2 separate regions of the Sus scrofa genome follow, and region 1 is linked to region 2. A link is a contact called in public Hi-C data. All regions are on one chromosome and are shown on one strand. Each heading gives the region's core, a stretch centred on a gene start, on an enhancer-like site or on the middle of the called end of the contact. The rest is flanking DNA. Distances are from core to core; before and after follow the strand shown. Region 1 overlaps FOXP4 (forkhead box protein P4). Region 2 has its middle 50 kb from the start of FOXP4.

Region 1 (5,302 bases), core at 2,729-5,228, 66 kb after region 2:
AGAAGGGAAGGGAGTGGACACTCTCGATGCCCACAGAGTGCCAAACGTTGGTCCTTTAACCTCTGTTCGTATTTCAGAGATGGGTAGTGACCCAGTTTTGCACATGAGGAGACTGGAACACAGATAGGGAATAACTCGCCCAAGGTCACATCACCGGTCAGTGGCACAGCTAGGCTTCAGACCCAGGTCTGCTTGATGCCAGAGCCCCTGGCAAAGGCTGGGAGGCACCTCTGCTCTGGCCCCCAATGAGGTCTTTGAGGAACCTGGAGGCAGACAGGTCTTGTGCTCCTGGAATGTGGGTTCAGGACAGGTACCCATATCCCCGCCTCTGAATATCCCTCCCACCTGACCTCTCGCTGTCCGCCCACCCCCCAGGCCCACTGACTGGCCAGAGGTGCGCCTCCTACAAACTCCACGCACTTCCTGTTCCCATGAGCCCACCGGCTCAGAGCCCAATCTAAGCCCCTGTGGCCCTGCAGTCGGCGTAACTCACTGAGGGGCCCCACACTCTCTTCAGGACTTGATCACATCCCCCCAGGGCCACGAGGCCCTGTCTCTGGACCCCCAAAGCCACACAGTTCTCACCTTGAAACTGCACCCTCCTTCTCCCAACTGTGCTCTGATCCCAAGTGAATGCAAGGCCCCCAGGCCCCAGACCCACCACCTCGCCAGGCAGGTGAACCCTGGAGCCAGGCTTCCTGGCCTCGAATCTTGGCTCTGACGTCTCTCCTAGCTGTGTGATCTTGGTCATATCACCTAACTTCTTAGAGACTCAGTTTCCTCATCTGCAAAATGGGACTGATAATCCCTACCTCATGCCCTCCAAGAAGAGGATTAATGAGATCTTGCCTGGAAAGTGCCTGACACATAGTAGATGCTCAATAAATAGTCCCCATCATTAATACCCTGAGTCGACGGCTCTGCTTTCTCCTGGGTCCTTGTTAGACCACCGACCCTTCCCTTTGCTGCCCCCTCATGGAGTCCCAGCGAAACCTCACCAGGCCCCAGAGTGAGTCCCTGCAGAGGCTCTGATCCCCAAGGCCTGGCAGCTCCTCTCCGTGACTCCTTTTATCCTTACCCCCAGCCCAGGCAGACCCTCTCACTCACCGCCCCCAGGACCTTCCCCCTGACCCTGGCCTCCTCCCCTTTGTTCTCTCCAAGTGCTCCTCGAATCCAGGATCCCGCCTTGACCCCTGCGCCCCACCTCTGCTGGAGCTGGCCGAGCTCTGACTCGCCCTGTCTTGCAGGCTCTCCAGGTGGCCCGGCAGTTCCTGCTGCAGCAGGCCTCCGGCCTGAGCTCCCCCGGGAACAATGACAGCAAGCAGTCGGCCTCTGCCGTGCAGGTGAGAAGGGCGCCCCGCGGTGCTGGGGCCTGGGAGGGTGGGCTTGGCACAGAAGGAGAAGGACTGGGCTGGACACCTCCTCTGGCTGGTCCCGGTGCCAGAGAGGGGACTGCACTGGGTACAGGGACCCCACCTTCTGCCCTGCACCTGAGTGCCCTGGCCTTCTTCCTGCAGAGCCTGGTATCTGGCTCAGAGTTGGAGCCTGGCTCTGCCCGCGGAGTCTCTCCTGGGCACGTCTTCATTACCAATTGCTCTGGCCCTGTGGGTCCCTCGGCCCGTCCCTCTCTGCTCCCCTCCCAGGCTCTCTCACTTGCTGAGGTCACCACGCACCCCCCCCCTTTGTCTCTCACCCTCTAACCCTGTCTCCTCTCGTTTCCTGTCTCTTGATGTCTCTCTGTCTCTTTTGTTTTCCTTTGCACAATCTGCCCTTTTTTCCCCCTCCCCCTCCCCCCAGCGAGCCAGCCCATCTGGCTGGCTGGGGGAGGGGAGATCGGGGTGAGGGGCGGGGGGTAAGCCAGGCCTTCTGTTTACCTTTTGTATCACAAAGAACTTGGGAGAATTGCCGTCTGAGTCGGGGTGGGTCACAGCTCTGGGCCGCCTGCTTCCCTCCCCCTGGCCTGGCAGTGGGGGAGGCGCGGAATTGGGGAGAGGATTAAGCGGGGCTTTGAAAGGAAGTTTATCTAAGGGAGGAAGGGTGAGCACGATCTGGGCGTGAAGCACTGGAGCCTGGGGGATGGGGTGCTGAGGGGTGGGGGGGCCCGCCAAGAGCTGGGCGCCTGGAGGAGAAGGACCTGGGGCTGGGTTTTGTCCCGAGGCAGATTCCGCTGCTCTGGGCTTTATGGAAAACAAGCGTACGTGCTTTGGAGAAGTTGAAGGTGCTGGACAGCCGGGCTGAGCAGCGGCCGCCTTTTCAAAGTCTTCAACCTCAGGAGAGCCCTCAAGGGCGGGGGAATCGGGCAAAGAGGGGTAGCGGCCTGCGGGGCGGGGAGGGGAGGACGGACTCCAGAGAGACTCCCAAAGAGCAACATCTCGCACTGGAATGATGTAGAAGGTTCTCATGCCCACCTGGTGTCAAGACAGTGTCTCTTCCAATTAGGGGACGAGCCCCCCGATACTCCCTGGATCTGAAGTGGTCGGTCCTCAGGCTGCTGTTCTGAATCTTTTCCACCCTGGGCCCAGCCTAGGACCCCGTTGCAGGCAGTTGGAGACTGAGGTCAGGCATCGAGAAGGACTTTGCAGCTGGGTGGGGGTGGGGAGATCTGAAAGAGGTGGGGGAGGAAGGGAGGCTGTGGAATATTCCTCAGGAGACCACCTCCATCCCAGAAACCTCACTTGACAAAAAAGGTCACTCTGCAGACACTTAGCTCTCCTTAACACTGGCAGAGCGCTCACCATGGGGCAAACACTAGGTGGTCCACAAACACCATCTCATCTAATCCTTGGGGCTAGATGCTGTTATGGGCCCCATGTTGCAGCTGAGGCAACTCAGGCCTGGTGAGGTTAAGCAGCTTGTCCAGAGTCACATTGCTAACGAAGGGCAGAGCCAGGGCTGGAGCCCAGACAACTCCAGAACTCCTACTTGGGTGCCTGCACTGTGATGCTGCCACGTGCTTAGCACAGTAGTGAACCGCAGCCCCTACAGAGCCCTGGCCCTGTGGGTCTCTGGGCTCTGGGAGATGGCGGTTCTTGGGGCCATGGCCGAACCTCTCCAGGAGCTTGGAGCCCCAGCTGGTGAGCTTTCTCTTCCTTCTCCAGCCCTGCATAGCTCCCTTGCCCCTCACCCTCACCCTCAGGTTCGCAGGCTCCAAGGAAGTGGGGCTTCATCCCCGAGTGGGGTCTAGGGCCTAGAATCAGCTTTCTGTGAGCTCGAGGCTACTGAGGGGAGAAGGGAGAGTGCATTCCGTGGATCTGGAGCTTGAATTAAGTGGGTGATGCAGCTGGATGACACCCCCTTTCCAGGGGTCCCCGTAGGATGCCGCTGTGCTTCCTAACTCAAGGAAGGACTGCCTGCCACTCACCTCCTGGCTGTGTGTGCCATCCCTCTCATGGAGCGTTGGAAGACTTTCTAAAACCAGATTCGGTCTGGCACCAGCCTAGAGATTGCAGGGAGAGGTCAAGGCACAGAGGGCATAGGTAGCTGAGAGTTTCGGCAGAAAGGTGGCCAGGGCAGGCTGTGCCCAGCCTTTGTCTCATCTTAGCCCCCTTGCCGTTTTGGAAGTTCTTCTTGGTGTCTCACCACAGTCTTTCTTGCTGCAGCTCCAGCCAGGACTGCAGACTACCTTCTGGTCATTTGCAAGGGAGTTTAACCTAAGCTAAGCTCTGGCCTAGTCTCACCACTCGCCCTAGGTCCCCAGACCCCATACTTAAGAGGTTGAGTCTGGGTCCTTGATTCTGGCACCAAATTGCATCCATCCCAACTCTCGGCCTCCAAATAAGCTTCCCCTGTGTCAGGTACTACCCCTGTTTCTCCCAGGCCAGCCTACTGTATTCATGGTGGTTGGAGGGCCCCGGGCCTAAGCAGGGTCCCTGAGGGAGGGGCTGGAGGCAGCCGTCGGCATTTTGCCCAGGCCTCACACTGCCAGGGCTTTTGTAAGCGTTTAGCTGCCCTGGCCACCCTCCAGATGGTGACTCACGGGCCTCGCTGAGCTGACTAGCTGACGGTGCCCATCCTGACACATCCTAGCCTGGTAAGGGGTCAGCGGGGACACCAGGGGAGCTCCAGCTCAGTTCTCAGGACCCCCAAGGGGCATGAGGGGAAGGGCTGGGCTCATCCAGGTCAGGCGCTCAGCCAGCAGCAGCCACCTCGCTGACCTTCCTTGACCCCACAGGGCCATTTTCGCGACAAGTCCACATGCGGCAGTCTGTCCAGATTGCTGCAGCCGCCTCTCCGGCCAGCTGCTCGGCCACTTGGCAGGATCGGTAGGGGCCAGGGAGGCCTTCCAAGGTCATTTCTTCCATTCCCCTGCCTCCCAGTAGGAAAGCCCCAAGGAAGGAAAGGCCACATCCTTTCCTGCAGGCCATTTGCTGTGACTCACACCCCTGGTGCCTGGAAGGATTCTCCTGGGTGTCTGGGCTCAGTCACCCCGGCTGGGGGCCCTGTCCACCTCCTCTGGTTCAGTCCTCATGGCCATGAGAATGGGAGGCCCAGAGCTTTGGTCCGAAGGGGCCCTTGTGCGCCTGAGGTGGGAGGAGGAGAAGAGGGGAAAAGGAAAATCCAGAACGTTTTAAAAAGTGATTTTCTTTACCTTTTTAGACTCTCACGGCATACATGTCCCTTTGACTCACTCCTTCTCCCACTGTCCCTCTGGGCCTCGGTTTCCTCATCTGTCAAGCAGGGACCATGCCTGTGCTCACCCCAGGGTTGCTGTGAGGATGCAGGGAGATAAGACACATCAAGGGCTTAGCCCGGTGCCTGGAACATCATCAGCCCTCAACAGCATCCTTTTGGGTGGAGCGGGGAGGGCAAGCCTCCCAAACCCCGGTGAGCGGAGGCGGAAAGTGAGGCTTGGTGATTTCAAAGTACAGTCAATGTCACAGGCAAGGACCTGGGTCACTGACTCAGAAATCCAGGGCCCTGAGCTCGACACCACATGTCAGGTGCCCCCGTGGGAAGACGAAGGAAGGAACAGGTGGGCAGCTGCCTCAGGGGCACCCAGCAGAGGGCATGGGCTGGCTCTGCAAGAGGGGGCGTGGATCGGTGCAATAGTCTGCCCCCCACTCCCAGAGGAGCTGGGAGTGGCAGGCACAGCCCTGCAGCCTGGCTTTCTCCCTTGGGAGAGAGTTGGAAAGAGGGAGGTGGCCTTTGGAATCTCCAGCGTTGTCAGCTCCCCTGATGGTTCCATCTCCACATGCTCTCCTAACCCTTCTCAAGACCTGCTCTGCAGTGCGGTGTGAGGGCGGTGGGGCACCAGGAGCCGCGGAGCACATGGACCTGGCCCTACATCCCAGCACTGCCACTT
Region 2 (5,695 bases), core at 656-3,155:
AGAGACATGCAAAAGCAACCAGCTCCAGGAACACCGCCGGGAGCAGGCACAGGGCCAGAACTGGATGAGAGAGTTGGGGACCACTCCTCCAGGAGGTGGTGGCATTTGAGGGTGGGTAGGATTTTGCAGATCAAGTTGGAAAGGAGGACATATTGTGAGTCAAGGGAATGCAGCTGAACTCAAAGCAGACCTCGGAGGGCAGAGGATCCTAAGGGCCACCATCATCCCCATGACGCTCTGACTCAGTTTCCTTGTCTGTAAAATGGATCGCTGGACTAGCTCAGTGGACTCCCTAGGCATACTTCAAGCTTTGGACCACTCAACGGGGAATTGAGGGAGCAGAGTATGCTGGGTCTAGCCCTCCCCCCACTTCAACTAGAGCTACACCTCTTAGTTGCTTTCTACTTGCAATTTCCATGTAAATTGTTTATTGAAAGACTACACTCCTTTTTTTTTTTAGGGCCACACCCTCGCCATATGGAAGTTCCCAGGCTAGGGGTCAAATCGGAGCTGCAGCTGCCAGCCTACAGCAACGCCAGATCCTTACCCCCCTGAGCCAGGCTGGGGATCAAACCCGTATTCTCATGGATACTAGTTGGTTTCATTACCTCTGAGCCACAACGGGAACTCCAAGACTATACTACTTTTAAGCCACTCTAGCCTCTGTAAACTAGATTTGAGGATTTTTTGCGTCCCTTCCAGCTTTGAGCTCAGAGTCTTCTAAAACTTCAGAGTCAGCTCTTTCTCTACTGAGGACAGAGAAAGAATCGAACCCAGGACCCTGACTGTTGGTGGTCCTGTTTGGAAATTCCATCCAAGGGCTGATGTCCTGGATGGGCTCCTGCTCAACTGCAGCTGCCCTAAGGGGCTCAGCCCAGGGGACAAACTAAAATAAACTGATTGGTTGATACACTATTAAAGCACCATTCTTTTTGTTTAAAGCAAAGTCCCCTAAACTTCCTTTTTTTTTCGTGAGGATGAATTTCCTTTCCTTTCACTGAACTGTGAACAACTGAGAGAGCTTGTGTTGCTGCCAGTATACTTAGATGTCATCTAAGAGGGTAAGGGTGTCATTACTGCGAAAGGCAAAGCTTGGACAGCAGCCCCCCAGACAGTCCAGGTAAGGCTTTCAGGTGGGATGGAGGGTCCCCAGGAAGCCCAAGGAAATTGCTGAGTCAAAGAATAAACGGACTGGAGTTCCCGTTGTGGCTCAGTGCATTAAGAACCGGACTAGTATCCATGAGGACACAGGTTCGATCCCTGGCCTTGCTCAGTGAGTTAAGGATCCAGTGTTGCTATGAGCTGTGGTGTAGGTCACAGACACAGCTGGGATCCCACGTTGCTGTGGCTGTGGTATAGACCAGCGGCTACAGCTTTGATTCAACCCACAACCTGGGAACTTCCTATGCCACAGGCACGGCCCTAAAAAGCAAAAAAAAAAAAAAAAAAAAAAAAAAAAAGGAATAAATAGACAAAGAAGCCAACTTCTCCCTTGAAACGGTGGCTTTCAAAGCTGTTATGGGTCATGTTTACCTTGGTGTGAATGAAGTCTCTTAGGACAAGAGTTGCTAGGAGGGGAAGGAAGATTTTAGAAACTGGGTGTCAGGATATAAAAAAAAAAAAAAAATACAAAAAGAAAAGTGATGAGTGCAAAAGTGCAAGACAATCACATAACTTTGTCCTAGCCCAGAGGGCCCTCATCTCCTTTTCCTCTAGCTTCCTTTCCCCACTCGCCCCCTTTCTTCCCTGGAAGTCTGGCCCAGCTCAGGCCCAGGTGCCTAAAAGTGCTTTCAGGGTTGGGGGAAAGGCATTTATTTGGCCAGGAGCAGCAGGGCCGAGGGGAGGGGTGTCCGGCTGTGCCATCCCAAGGGGCGTGGCCTGTCAAGCGTAAACACGGAGGAGGGGCAGTGGCTTCCGGCCTGAGCGGAGGCCGGGAAGGAGTGGAAAGTCCTGCCTTCCCCACCTGCCAGGACAGCCCCTTCACTTCACACACAACGCACAGATCCGGAATTCAGCGGAGTCTTTGCAATGACAGTGACCTTGCCCCGGCTCAAGATCTCTGCCCTGGCCTGCTTCCCTGGCCCCTCTCTTCTTGTAAGAGCAGCTTCTACCTTCCAAAACCCAGGCAGGTTTAAAAACAAGAAAAAGCCAAAAACAAACCCAAAAAACAAGAAAACCTCTCATGAGTCTTTCACACTTACAGGCTGAAAAGTCAGGTGTGGGAGTTCCCGTCGTGGTGCAGCAGAAACGAACCCGACTAGGAACCATGAGGTTGAGGGTTCAATCCCTGGCCTAGCTCAGTGGGTTAAGGATCCGGGATGGCCGTGAACTGTGGTGTAGGTCACAGATGCGACTCGGATCTGGAGCTGCTGTGGCTGTGGTGTAGGCTGGTGGCTACAGCTCCAATTCGACCCCTTGCCTGGGAACTTCCATATGCCACAGGTGTGGCCCTAGAAAAGACCAAAAAAGAAAAAGTCAGGTGTGTAAGCTACAACAAGTCGCTCGATTTTTTTTTCTCAACGGACAAAATAAATGTACAGACTGCTCAAAAATTATAAAGCCCTCTTCAAGGGTCACGGATGAATATTGGGCCATTTAATTGTGGATTCAAATCCACAAACTGAACTTGGTCTGAGGCAGGTTAATAAGTTCCTGGTAACCCCTTTTGCATCAGAGGTGTGCAGGAGACTTAGCTCACAGCTTTGGCAGGTGGAATAATGAGGTAGTAATGCGTGCAAACCACCCACCCTGTGCCCACCAGCGGTGGGGATTCTTCCTCTCTTTCTATACTTTTGAGAACCTGAGACGGAAAGATGCACCATTATTTTATGTTCCAGTAAGAAGGAAATTCTGTGCTGATGGATTGTAAGATATATCTCAGGTGTCAAAGGTGTGTGCACCTTAGGAGTGGCGAAATACCATGTTATCGGGAGGACGCAGGATACATTTTAAAAAACGATGCCCAGGAGTTCCCGTTCTGGCTCAGCAGTAATGAATCCAACCAGTATGCAGGTTCCATCCCTGGCCCTGCTCAGTGGCTTAAGGATCAGGTATCGCATCGAGTTGTGGTGTAGGTCTAAGTCATAGCTTGGATCTGGCATTTCTGTGGCTGTGGCTGTGCCTGGCAGCTATGGCTCTGATTCGACCCCTTGCCTGGGAACTTCCACACGCTACAGGTACAGCCCTAAAAAGCAAAAAAAAAAAAAAAAAAAAAGGGAGGGGGGAATATGATGCCCCCACCGCATCCCAGTTAAACCAGAACCTCTGGGGTGTGGCTCAGGAATCTCTCTGTGCCTTGGTTTCCCCATCTGCAAAACTAGGATAATTATAGAATCTACTTCTGGGGCTGCCATCATAAGTGAGCTAATTCACATAAGCAATTTAGAACAGGCCAGCAGAAATGCTAAAGCCAAGGTTAATGATCACTCAGCTCTGTACCCCAGGTCCTGGCACATACTAGGGGCTTCCTAAAGGTTGGTGGAATCCAGGAGTAAACTATTGTCCTGTGATTACTGCCTGCTGTCCCTGCCCTCGCCCCCTGCAACTAAGAGAGAGGCTCGCTTCAGCCTCTGTCCAGGGCGCAGGGGCCCCAGGAGAGGCTCACCTGCTCCAGGGCCTTCCGTCCAAAGTTCAAGGGAGCCCCACCCTACCCAGGAGCCGCACCCCACCCCCTTAGGCTGTAGCAACGTGGTGGGCGCTGCAGCCTCACCAGACCTGCTCTGGCCTCCTGGAGTCAAAGACAAGAACGAAACTTCTCCCCCAGACTCCACCCCTCCCCTTTCCTGCTTTTCCTATTTTCTTTTCCATAAAGATTAGTCTGTGTTGCTCCTCTATCAAGGCCTGGAGGATAAACATGTGGTCCCGAGACAGAGAAACCCCAGGCTCGAAAGCCCCGCTACCCCCACCCGGAGAAGCATAAACCCAGAGCTTTTAAGCAAGGAATGGTTTTCAGTAAATCTCTCCTATCAGCAGAAACCTTTGAAAGAGTTTGTTTAAAGGCCAGGGAGATAAACAGCCAGGAGAAGTGTTTGTTTAAGATGTATGTTCTGTGTGGCCACTCTGGGGCCCGGATTCACATCCAGGGGAGAGGAGCCTCTTGCAGACCAGGGCGGGGGCCTCCCAGGGGCACCCAGGGCCCCGGGCGTGGACTCCAGCCTGGGCAGGGACCCGTCCTCAGGGGAGGAAAGCCAGGTGGACTGCACCTGCGGGCTGGGGGTAGGGAGGGGGTGTTGAAAGGAGCTGCAGGAAGAGGAAGGAGAGGAGGGGGACCCAGAAGGACCTGCTGGCCCAAGCCAGCTGCCCCACCCCCACCCCAATTCAAAGTTCAGAACAGGCCTGGCATAGAGCCCCAGGCTCAGCAGCCCCACATAAATGAGGGCTTGAATCTGGGTATCGCCCGCTCTGTGACCTTGGACAAGCCACCTAACCCATAACTAGAGCCCTAGCTTCTCTCTGCTTGAAATTCTAACATGCCTGGGTTCTAAGTATTTTTCCCTCCGTTTGACACCTGCTTTACCCTGGGCCCGGCTCTAAGGGCTTAGGGGACAACAATAAGCAAAACAAAGTCTCTGTCCACGTGGAGACTTTAATAGAAGGCAATAGATACTGAGCATAATAATAAGCAAATTAGGAGTTCCCGTCGTGGCGCAGTGGTTAATGAATCCGACTAGGAACCATGAGGTTGCGGGTTCGGTCCCTGCCCTTGCTCAGTGGGTTAATGATCTGGCGTTGCCGTGAGCTGTGGTGTAGGTTGCAGACGCGGCTCGGATCCCGCGTTGCTGTGGCTCTGACGTAGGCCGGTGGCTACAGCTCCGATTCAACCCCTAGCCTGGGAACCTCCATATGCCGCGGGAGCGGCCCAAGAAATAGCAACAACAGCAACAACAACCAAAAAAAAAAAAAAAAAAAAAAAGCAAATTATATACTAGTTAGAAGGTGATAGGAGTTACGAGAAGAAACGGAACGGGGACCAAGGACCTGGGAAAGGATGGTTAGGTTTGGCCTAACCTAGTGAGAAGGCAGTCTTGAAGGAGACACAGATCTCGGGGGAGAGAGGGTCGGGGTGGAACCCCCAGCTAGGGAAAACACCTGGAGAAATGAATGAAATGCCCCACTGTTTTTGTTTTTTCTTTTTAGGGGTATATCACTCCGAGGCTGTCGTTAAAGCAGTTGCCCAGTGCTGGAGAGCTTGCAGGGAGGAAGCAGGACAGGAGCTGGGCTTCCCCTGGAATTCCTTCTCCCTGCCAAGGAGAGAGGAGAGTAGGCAGCCCCGAAGCAAGGCATCTTGGAGGCAGGGAGACAGGCAGGCAGCCTCATGACAGAGCCAGCATCAAGCCTGGGGCTGAGGCAGCGGGAACCTCAGAGAAAGCCTGAGCCAGAATCAGGAGTCTGGGTTCCCATCCTGGCTCTGCCCTTCGGCCACCAGACAGACCATTTGGGGCAAGTGATTTACAGCTTCCTGGGTCTTGTTTTCCTCTAGAGTAAAATGGGAATCCTGTATCGTCCCCTCGCTGGACAGGATGAAAGGCAGTGTGGTGGGCGTTTGTGCCTAGAACATAGCAGATACTGGGTAAATGCTCGGTTGGTGTTTCAGTTCCTTCTTCGTGCTTTCAGATGCCTTTTCGGCTCTTCCGTGGGAGGCTGAGCTGGATGGTGATCTGCTCACCAGGTCCCAGAATTGAAGGAGAAGAGGTTG

Evidence for each region. Hi-C and Micro-C count contacts between places; a contact is called where the count stands out from the background.
Region 1: a Hi-C map of liver shows a contact between it and region 2, with 2.5 times the contacts expected there. The contact joins two enhancer-like sites. A contact is called at or near these places in 2 of 47 Hi-C or Micro-C datasets (embryonic fibroblasts and liver).

The regions. Positions count from the first base shown.
Region 1 is chr7:36,771,808-36,777,109 of Sscrofa11.1, forward strand. It overlaps FOXP4 (forkhead box protein P4), which reads left to right. Exons shown (of 17, transcript XM_013977903.2): 2 at 1,248-1,343. Among named protein-coding and RNA genes, the nearest start is that of FOXP4, 14 kb to the left of the region's middle. Within about 2 kb of position 3,979, at least 21 of the 83 cell types and tissues checked have an H3K27ac peak or open chromatin away from gene starts, as enhancers often do. A contact at or near this core is called in liver, where this site is marked.
Region 2 is chr7:36,707,831-36,713,525 of Sscrofa11.1, forward strand. No RefSeq gene overlaps it. Among named protein-coding and RNA genes, the nearest start is that of FOXP4, 50 kb to the right of the region's middle. Within about 2 kb of position 1,906, at least 12 of the 83 cell types and tissues checked have an H3K27ac peak or open chromatin away from gene starts, as enhancers often do. A contact at or near this core is called in liver, where this site is marked.